Linked DNA regions of Hordeum vulgare: region 1 is linked to region 2. A link is a contact called in public Hi-C data. All regions are on one chromosome and are shown on one strand. The core of a region is the stretch at or near the end of the contact, and the rest is flanking DNA. Distances in the headings are between cores, read along the strand shown. Region 1 holds the start of LOC123406255 (methionine aminopeptidase 1D, chloroplastic/mitochondrial). Region 2 holds the start of LOC123402309.

Evidence for each region. Hi-C and Micro-C count contacts between places; a contact is called where the count stands out from the background.
Region 1: a Hi-C map of leaf shows a contact between it and region 2, with 2.1 times the contacts expected there. The contact joins the promoter of LOC123406255 here to the promoter of LOC123402309 in region 2. A contact is called at or near these places in 2 of 6 Hi-C or Micro-C datasets (leaf and seedling).

Annotation. Positions count from the first base shown.
Region 1 is chr6H:518,184,656-518,188,913 of MorexV3_pseudomolecules_assembly, forward strand. It overlaps LOC123406255 (methionine aminopeptidase 1D, chloroplastic/mitochondrial), which reads left to right and starts at 2,171. Exons shown (of 10, transcript XM_045099741.1): 1 at 2,171-2,362; 2 at 2,470-2,539; 3 at 3,373-3,601; 4 at 3,899-4,060; 5 at 4,138-4,179. The coding sequence starts at 2,254. It overlaps LOC123406254 (phenylalanine--tRNA ligase alpha subunit, cytoplasmic-like), which reads right to left and starts at 2,071. Exons shown (of 18, transcript XM_045099740.1): 1 at 1,799-2,071; 2 at 1,566-1,691; 3 at 1,359-1,457; 4 at 991-1,047; 5 at 673-728; 6 at 489-581; 7 at 1-90. The coding sequence starts at 1,972.
Region 2 is chr6H:517,888,675-517,893,182 of MorexV3_pseudomolecules_assembly, forward strand. LOC123402309 reads left to right here and starts at 1,593. Exons shown (of 2, transcript XM_045096208.1): 1 at 1,593-2,333; 2 at 2,500-3,063. The coding sequence starts at 1,857. The coding sequence ends at 2,508. It overlaps LOC123402879 (DNA repair and recombination protein RAD54), which reads left to right. Exons shown (of 23, transcript XM_045096841.1): 23 at 1-305.

The sequences.
Region 1 (4,258 bases), core at 921-3,420, 300 kb after region 2:
TCTAACAACGGTTGACTATATCCTATCGCAATAGGTTGTCCTTGAGCTCCATAGTTATAATCTTTAAATTCCAGATCCTTCCAGTCGCCACTGTAGGAAAGAAAAAGCATTTAAAAGGAAAAGTTATAACAAGTCAGTTATTATTATCCATTAATAGGTACACATATAATAGATCTTAAAATTCGATTTTAAGATTTTTAACATGACAATAAGTTTAATGTAGCCTTTGACAGATAGGATAAGTACAGCTGGGCAATTTAGAAGACAAAAGGCAATGATGAGTCTTCTGTGTAGTCTTCAATTGTTCATGGTAAATTATACTCCCTCCGTCTCATGATATAAGATGTTACTAGCTACAACCAATGTACTCATATATTGGTTGTAATAACATCTTATATTATGGGACAGAGGGAGTAGTTTATAGCCAACAAGCAGAGGTTTCCTGCTCAATTTTGAAAATTAGCTTGAGATAAGTGACATCAAATTACCTCTTCAGATGATCTCGTGTCACATCGGTAGCCAATGTTTTTCTCTTTACAACAAATTCAGGCCCCTTCTTCAGTGAATACCAAATAGATTTTCTGAACAACAGTGAAGTAGGTGTAGAAATTAGGATAATCGACCGGCATTTATTGAAACTTTAAAAGAGATATCTTGCAAACAGATACTTACTCTTTTGTTATAAGCTTTCTTCTCTTCAAACCCTCCATTACTTTATCATCAAAAACCTACATGAAAGACCTTTTTTCTTAAGAAGGGGTAAAGAACTATTTGGTACTCCCTCAGTCTCAAAATTCTTGTCTTAGGTTTGTCTAGACATGGATGTATCTAAATACTAAAACGTGACTAGATACATACATATGTAGACAAATTTAAGACAAGAATTTTGGGACAGAGGGAGTACTTACTAGCTATTGTACCTAACAAATAATTGTGCCATGCCATCACACAAAATATGAGAGGAACAACGAGCAATAAAGCAACACCAACCTCCCCATTCTCCAGACGTTTAAGCTGCTCTTGCAACTCATCCTTGGTATCCTTAACCTGAATAAAACAAAAAGAAATCATGCAATGCCATGCCTAGAGATAAAAAGATCGAGACAGACAAAAGCACCGAGAGACCTTCAGTGAACACAGGTGTAACTATTGCACAATGGAAGAGTTGAACTATGATGATGAGGCAACGTTTTCTACGTACATTCTACGTCTACAACCCAGACATTGGCAAATTGAGAACATAGTGCCCGAAAAGAACAGTAGATACGGCAAGCGAGTTTCCAACAGAGATACAGACTAAACTGAGCTGTATATACAACAATGAAGAGAAGAAAGTGAAACGAGCTCAGCTCTAATACCCTTCTCGTTACGAGGTCCTCGTTTTCCTTGTCGAATCCAATCCACTGCTTCTTGGCAGCAGCCTTCAATCCAACATCGAACACGTCCCCCAATATCTCCTACAATGCAGCACCCTAAGCATCAGACATCAGAGATCTCCGGAGCCGAAACTATTGACTCCAATCGAGCACCTCCTGAAGGCCACATAGGTCAGAGAGGGAAATCACCTGGAGCGCGGCCTTGGAGGCGGCGCCCTTCGGAGGCATGGCCGCGACGAACTGCACCTCGGGGGAGCCCCTGGCGACGTAGCCCTTGGCCTCGTCGGTGAGCACCAGCGCCTCCTTGGTCATGTCCTGCGGGCAGGAAAGCGAGCACGGCTCGTTAGGTCTCGGGGGAACTAACTCGGGGCAGGGGCTACGCGAAGCTGAGGGGACTGGAGAGAGGGACGAGGGTGCCGTACCGTGCTCCCGACGATCCGGAAGGCGCAGAGCCTCTTGATCACGTCTTCGACGTCCCTGTGCGGGACGCCGAGGGAGGATGCGAAGGAGCGCGAGTCGGGGATCTCGGCGTTGGCGTCGAGGTGGGCGAGGAGCTCGTCCTCCACGTCCTCCGACGACGGCTGCTCCGCTGCCATCCTCGGCGCGGGTCGGCTCGGCGGCGGCGGCGGCGGCGATGGGGTTCCGGGAGGAGGGAGATGGGGGTTTGGTTGGGTTTTGGTCTTGTGTCTCTCGCCTGGTTCGGCCGACGCCTCCGGTGCGGTCCGGTTTTATTGGCGGGGTCCGACTTGGCACGCACGGAAAGCCCACGACGGCTAGTCTCGACTCTCGACTCTCCACCACAGCTCTCGATTTCCTTTCCCCTGCTCCCCTGCCTCTCCCCCATATCCCGCTCGCGCGCGCGTGCGGCGCAGTGGCCATGGCCATGGCGAGCCCGCCGTCGCCGCGCCTGCTCTGCGCCCTCCTGGGCGACCGCCTCGGCGCGCTCTCCGCCAGGCCGCTCCTCCGCGCCGCCGCCCCAGGCAGAGGTATGCGCCCCTCCCCCGTTCGCGCTTCGGCTCAAACGCTTGCCCCGTCGTCAGCTCCTGCCGGGGGAAACATTCGCTGAGAGGACGGCTCGGGTCTCCTCTTGCAGGGCACAGGCGGGTGACGTGCCAGGCCACGAGAACGCTCTCCAGCCTGGTGGACGCCCTCTTCAACAGGAGGTGAGCTCCCCGGTCGCCATTCCCTCTTCAACAGCGGTAGATTAGCTGCGAGCCTGTCTTTCTGTGCAGATAGAGTGGTCATTTGCAACTGGTATGCGTAATATACCTTTATATAGTGATACAACTTGACCCATCAATGAATACAATACATGATGGCCTGACTTTGGCTATCTTGGGCGAACACATGTATTTCCCATCTTTTATTTATACCAATGCTCTAAATTGAAGCAGTAGCTGAAATGCCAGTTTATTGGTTGCCTTTATTATCCAGTACATGGCTACGCGAACACACAACTTGGTGCATTGACCACATACGCAGATATGTTTATTGCTTGTTGATTTCAGGGGCTCCCTTTTCCCCAATGCTCTCATTAAGGTAGGGGGTCAACAGTAGTAGGATATTCTTGTTCTGGTGATATGATCTGAGTGAAGAGTTTCTTTCTGGAATCACTTTTTTGTTGATTTCATTTCAAGGAGATAGAATGCTAAGAAGTGAGATATGCTTGTATCAGAGTTAGATAATATTTTTTTTTACTATTAGATAAACGGGTATGAAGTTCCCTGAGTTATTGATCTTATGAAATATGGATTGTGCCTGTCTGTACTGTATACTCTGTGCTTCTCAAATATTTGTATGGTCAAAATCAAGGCATACTTTATTACTTTATATGCTGTACCTGTTACATATATTACTTATAGTGTATAGAGAATACTATTGAATTCTGCCTGTGCCTTTAAATGGCATCTATTGTTTGTAGATCTCTGATACATTTACTGTTGTATGGAGCATACATGTAGATTCACATTTATGTTTCTTTTTTGGACTTCCACAGAAGTCGGGATGACTCACTGGAAAATAACCCTAGACGCCTACGACCTGGGAAAGTGTCTCCTCGTCTAACCGTTCCCAGTCATATACAGCAGCCTCCTTATGTCAATTCCCGTCAAAGACCTCAGATGAACGGTGGACCTGAAATACATGATGAAAAAGGGATCGAATGCATGAGAGCTTCTGGAAAGCTTGCCGCACAAGTTTTGAAGTTTGCTGGGACACTTGTAAATGTAATGTTGTTATTGGCATCGCTACCTGATTATTCTTTTTAGTTGTGGAACTTTACATTCACAACGGAAACCTCATTCCATTCATCCAATACTTTGTTAAGAGAAAAGAGCACACCAAGCAAATGGATCCTCTGGTAAAGGTTCAGGTGCAGGACACAACTGATACACATTTTAAACACCTTTTAAGTAGTGTGTGAAGTAGAAGTCCCTTCTCATAAAGTACTTCATTTCTGAAAATTATCCCACTAGGGTGGTCTAAGACTCAAGTGTCAAAAATTGATCGGTTCTTATTTACAGCCAGGCATAACAACTGATGAGATAGATAAAGCGGTGCACCAAATGATAATCGATAATGGTGCATACCCGTCACCTCTTGGTTATTGTGGATTCCCGAAGAGTGTTTGTACTTCAGTGAATGAATGCATCTGTCACGGGATACCAGATTCTCGTCCACTTGAGGTAAGCTATCCAGCATCTGGAGATAATGACTTTAAATACATACCAATCAATTTACAGTTAATCTTTTTTTTTGGCAGGATGGCGATATCATCAACATCGATGTTACTGTCTATCTCAATGTAAGCCAAAGATAATCTATACATCTGCTGAAGTGACTATTGTTTGGTAGTTGTGCTTCCCTCACAGACAAAGTACAAG
Region 2 (4,508 bases), core at 343-2,842:
ATGTGTTCAATGAGGAAAAGGACTGTTGTCTGCGCCTTTGCTAATTCCCCCTGCAATTATGGATGGGTCTAATTTGTTCTACTCTACACTTGGAGGTTGGCATCCTTGCACCATACTCCTCGCAAACCCCACTATAATCATGCCCCTTGGCTCATTCGAAGAAATAATTATGCCCCTGCTCTCAATTATTTCATGCTGCTTGATGACACTACTGCTATATAATAATCGCAGACAAAACGTCGATTTCCCCTCGATGTATACCCTTTACTAAATGTATGTATATAACCAAAAATTTCCCCGTGCAATATTTTCCTTTGGTCATTAGTTTGGTTTCAAGTAAAAAACACCATCTTTCACGTGACGACATACATGTACTTACTGGTAGCTCTTGATCTGCAAATAAATCGCAAAGGGTTACGTGTCAAGCTCCGAGGCGAACCCAAGTGGCGTTGGTCGGTGTGGCAGGCAGACCTTGCCGCATCTGGGTCATGCACCTCACGTGCGCTTGCTTTCCCGGTGGTAAAAGGGCCGGGAATCAAGTGCGGTTGCGGCATGCCAGAATTCACTCTATCCAACCACCGTGCCGGGATTATGATAACAATGCCAATCACAAGCTGGACAATGACAGCCATTGTTTGACCGCGGCGAGGCCCCAAGACCGGCATTTGCCACACGTCCAAGCAACTAGCAGCGCGCATCCAAACGAGGAAGAATCGCTGCTGGGAGCACTGGCACTGGCACACCGACGCTCCTGAGATTCTTCTCCCCCCCCATGAGCGCCGCACGCACGCGTCCATGGTTCCCGATCCGTGTTGGGACTTGCGATCTATCGTCCCAAGATCGCATATCAACAAACGGCATTCTTCTTCTTCTTCTTATCCCGGGCCTGGAGCTGGCACAGAGAAACAAAATCAACAGTCCGTTCCAGAACGATCCCCGTGCTCTCTTTTTGTGTAATGAGAAAGGTTTGAACGGTTGTACTGTGGCATGCGGCCGGCGGTGATGCTGTGGTGATGGGGTTTTGTGACGGGTGCCCGTTGGAATTCAGAAGAAGCATCTTCGAGACTTCAACTGGGTTTCAAGTTTCGGGTGCCTTCACTCGAGAGTCAAGTTTCAGGTGATGACAGATATAAGTGGCTAGTCTCCAAACCATAACTACAAAAAGTGAAAAAGCCATGACCAACCCTTACGTTTCATATGGTTCGAGTAAACCCACATGCCCGCATACGTATGGCCATGCCGACATTGTTGTACTCATATACTCCCTTCGTTTTTACATATAAGACCTTTTAGATATTTTATTATGGACTACATACGAAGCAAAATGAGCGAATTTATACTTTAAAATATGTCTATATACATTTATATGTAGTTCATAGTGGAATCTTAAGAAGGTCTTATACTTAGGAACGGAGGGAGTACTTCCAAAAAAATTCTAGGGAAAAGTACCACTTCCTCCGATCTGAATTAACTGACGCAACCTGTGTATGTATCGGAGGGAGTACTGTATATATTTCACCTATATGGCTCTAATCCATTGTTCACCGGTGGAGAAAGAAAACAGCTCGCCATGCATCTCAATCATCACCGTTTACTACAGGCGGTGCCAAACAATTGCAGCGCACATCTACCCAAAAGCTTCATCCCAAGCAGCCCCCCTCTCCTCTCATCTCTATAAAACCCATCCAAATCCACCATCACCTCCACACTCAGTGACCCGTAACAGTGCCCCGTTTCTTCAGCTCGCACGCCGAGACCAGACACCACCACCATCACCACCTTTTAAAAGCCTCGCCACGCATCAGCCAAGCTATCCCACGACGATCGAGCTAATTAATCTAGCTAGCGCGCGAGCCATGGCATGCGTTAACATGTACAACCCGGACGGCGGCGCGGTGGCGTTCGGCGGCGGGCAGCCGGGCCCGCGCATCTCCTTCTCCAGCGACTTCTCCATGGAGCCGCCGCCGCCGGTGCAGAACCGGGCCATGGGCCTGCGGTGCCAGGAGGAGGACCAGAACTTCGAGTTCTCCGTCGGCAGCCACCCCATGATGGCCGCCGACCAGCTCTTCTCCAAGGGCAGGATCCTCCCCTTCAAGGTCGAGGGCGGCCGCGCTCCCTCCACGCTCCGCGACGAGCTCCGTGGTAGCGCCGACGAGGAGAGGGCGTCCACGCCCAAGGGGTCCAGCCGGTGGAGGGAGATGCTCGGCCTCCGGAAGTCGCTATGCGTCGGCGGCGGCGTCGCCAACAATGCCGCCGCGGCCAAGAAGGGCGACAAGGTCGTCGCCGTGGACGCCGACGCCAAGATAGCCACCGACATGGCCGCGTCCAAGCAGGTCCGTCCGCTGGTCATCTCCATGTAGTAGCAATCTTTGCAGTCCACGTTAGCCACGTAGTAGTACATCATCATAGTACTACTACTAGTACGCAATTATTGAATTGTTAAGAGCTGTTGGATGAAGTGATGTGTTGTCTCATTACAGATCCTTTGACCCATTGCAGGAGCTATGAGAGGTGACCGGCCGATGGGGACTACGGCGACATGACGAAACCCTTCTTCTTCCTCGCCATCGCTCGCACCATGTTCACCGGTCTTCTCTCATCGCGCTCGTCAGTCGTTTTGGGTGGCCTGATTGCGTGTGTGCTAGCTAGCCACTGTAGATGGCCAGTGTCCATGTCCATGTGTGTGCATGTGTTGAAGAGCAAACAATTCTGTAATTTCACTTCTTTTTTCCTTCTTCTTATCTCACAAGTGATCCGCTCTCGATCCCTAGCCAGCTAGCTAGCAGCAGCTGTCCACTGCCACTAGATCCCCATGCATCACCTCACACTTCTTTCTCTTCTTCTTCTTCTTCTTCTTCCAAGCTTTGTTTTTTTCCTCCACCACCATCTCGCTCTGCCTGCCCATGGCGGCCTGTACATAATGCTTGTGCGTAGATGGGGGATTTATGGTGCAATGATTAGCCTTTGCCAGACGGCCAGATCTGTGGCGACACGAGCTGAGCCTCTGCTGGCCTCTGTTGTTGTAGGGATCATGCACGCAACAGTGCGCTCCTTTGTCACCTTGCTCCGCTGTGCATCACATGCATGCTTCCTTCCTCCTCCTTCGTCAGTTCGTCTATACACGATGTGCTCCGCCGCATGTGGGTTTATATATAAAGGCAGACAGGCGCCACAGAGCCGGCGCGTGCGATCGAGAGAGAGAGAGACGAAGATCGACGAAGGGTGGGTGTGGCTGGCTCCCCCGACAAGTCATCTGCACTGGATGCGTAAGTCCTCCCCATGGCCGGCTAGATCGGCGTTAGCACTAGTGATCTTATTGTATTGGTCCGTGAGCAAATGGTGCCCGGCTTTGCACTTTGCAGGAGAAAATCAATGGTGGGGCGGCTATGCTAACGTTGCTTTAGCGCATTCCGTGGGTGCACTGTCTCCCCCGTAGGCTGGCAGCCGGCGGTCGTAGTGGGATTGTTTAAGAGGATAATAATGGGATAAGCAAGCACCACGTACAAGGTCCGTGGAATCAATTGGTGGCGATCGTCGTCGGTCATCATCTTTGAAGATGCATGTTTCTTCCGACGATTTGTGGCACAACTCCTGGTGAAGCCGAGCTGTTTCCTCTGAATCATTTTGCTTTTCTCAACAAGCCATCAAAGGTGCTGGGAGACTAGTGAGTCAGAAACAATGATCGATCCACGGGTTGGTTTGAAGACAAAAGAGGCCGTTTGTTTTTGCCTTTGATTTGACCACGCACTTTGTAACACGGGGATTGATTGCATTAGGGACAGCCATGACATCTTGATTAATTAGATCCCCACAAATACAAAACTGTTCCCATCTTGAGTGCTCAGGTCGGCATGACCTATGCAGCTATGCCCAACCAGCATGTCAAGATCACGGCCAGTTCTTTTGAGGTGATTCTCGACAATCGCGTACGGAGAATCAACAATAGGAAAAGAACTCGATTTGGTTATCCAAAACCGCCTCAAAATGTTACAAGCGGTAGTGCAATGAAAAATCACCTACGAACCATAATTCTCACCTTTTCTTTTACACACGGCACGATCAAAAATCACTCACATATAAAAGTATACACTCACCCCTATAAATGTTAACACACACATTCTATCCCTATAATCACCTCCGAGACGTCATAGCATCTTGAGATTTTAAGAATTCACTACACACGTCTTGTAGTCGACGGAAACGTCTTCTCCCACTGAACGAACATCGCCGAAAACTTGAAATAAATTCAGGAATAATGCAAGCACCAATGTCAAGTCTAGAACTTGAACACTGATGGATTGGGCGTACCACCGTCCTCATATAACCATCCAATCACAGATTGATTCACATAAGACAACCCATAATGGGAGTAACTTCAGCAGTAACATAAGGTCCAATTCAGTAAATTTGCTTATGTGACAATGATTTAATGAGGAAAGCGATGAATCGAGTAACATAAGTAGTTGTTCATGCTATGAGTAACATCACACATACCAAGACCAAATGAA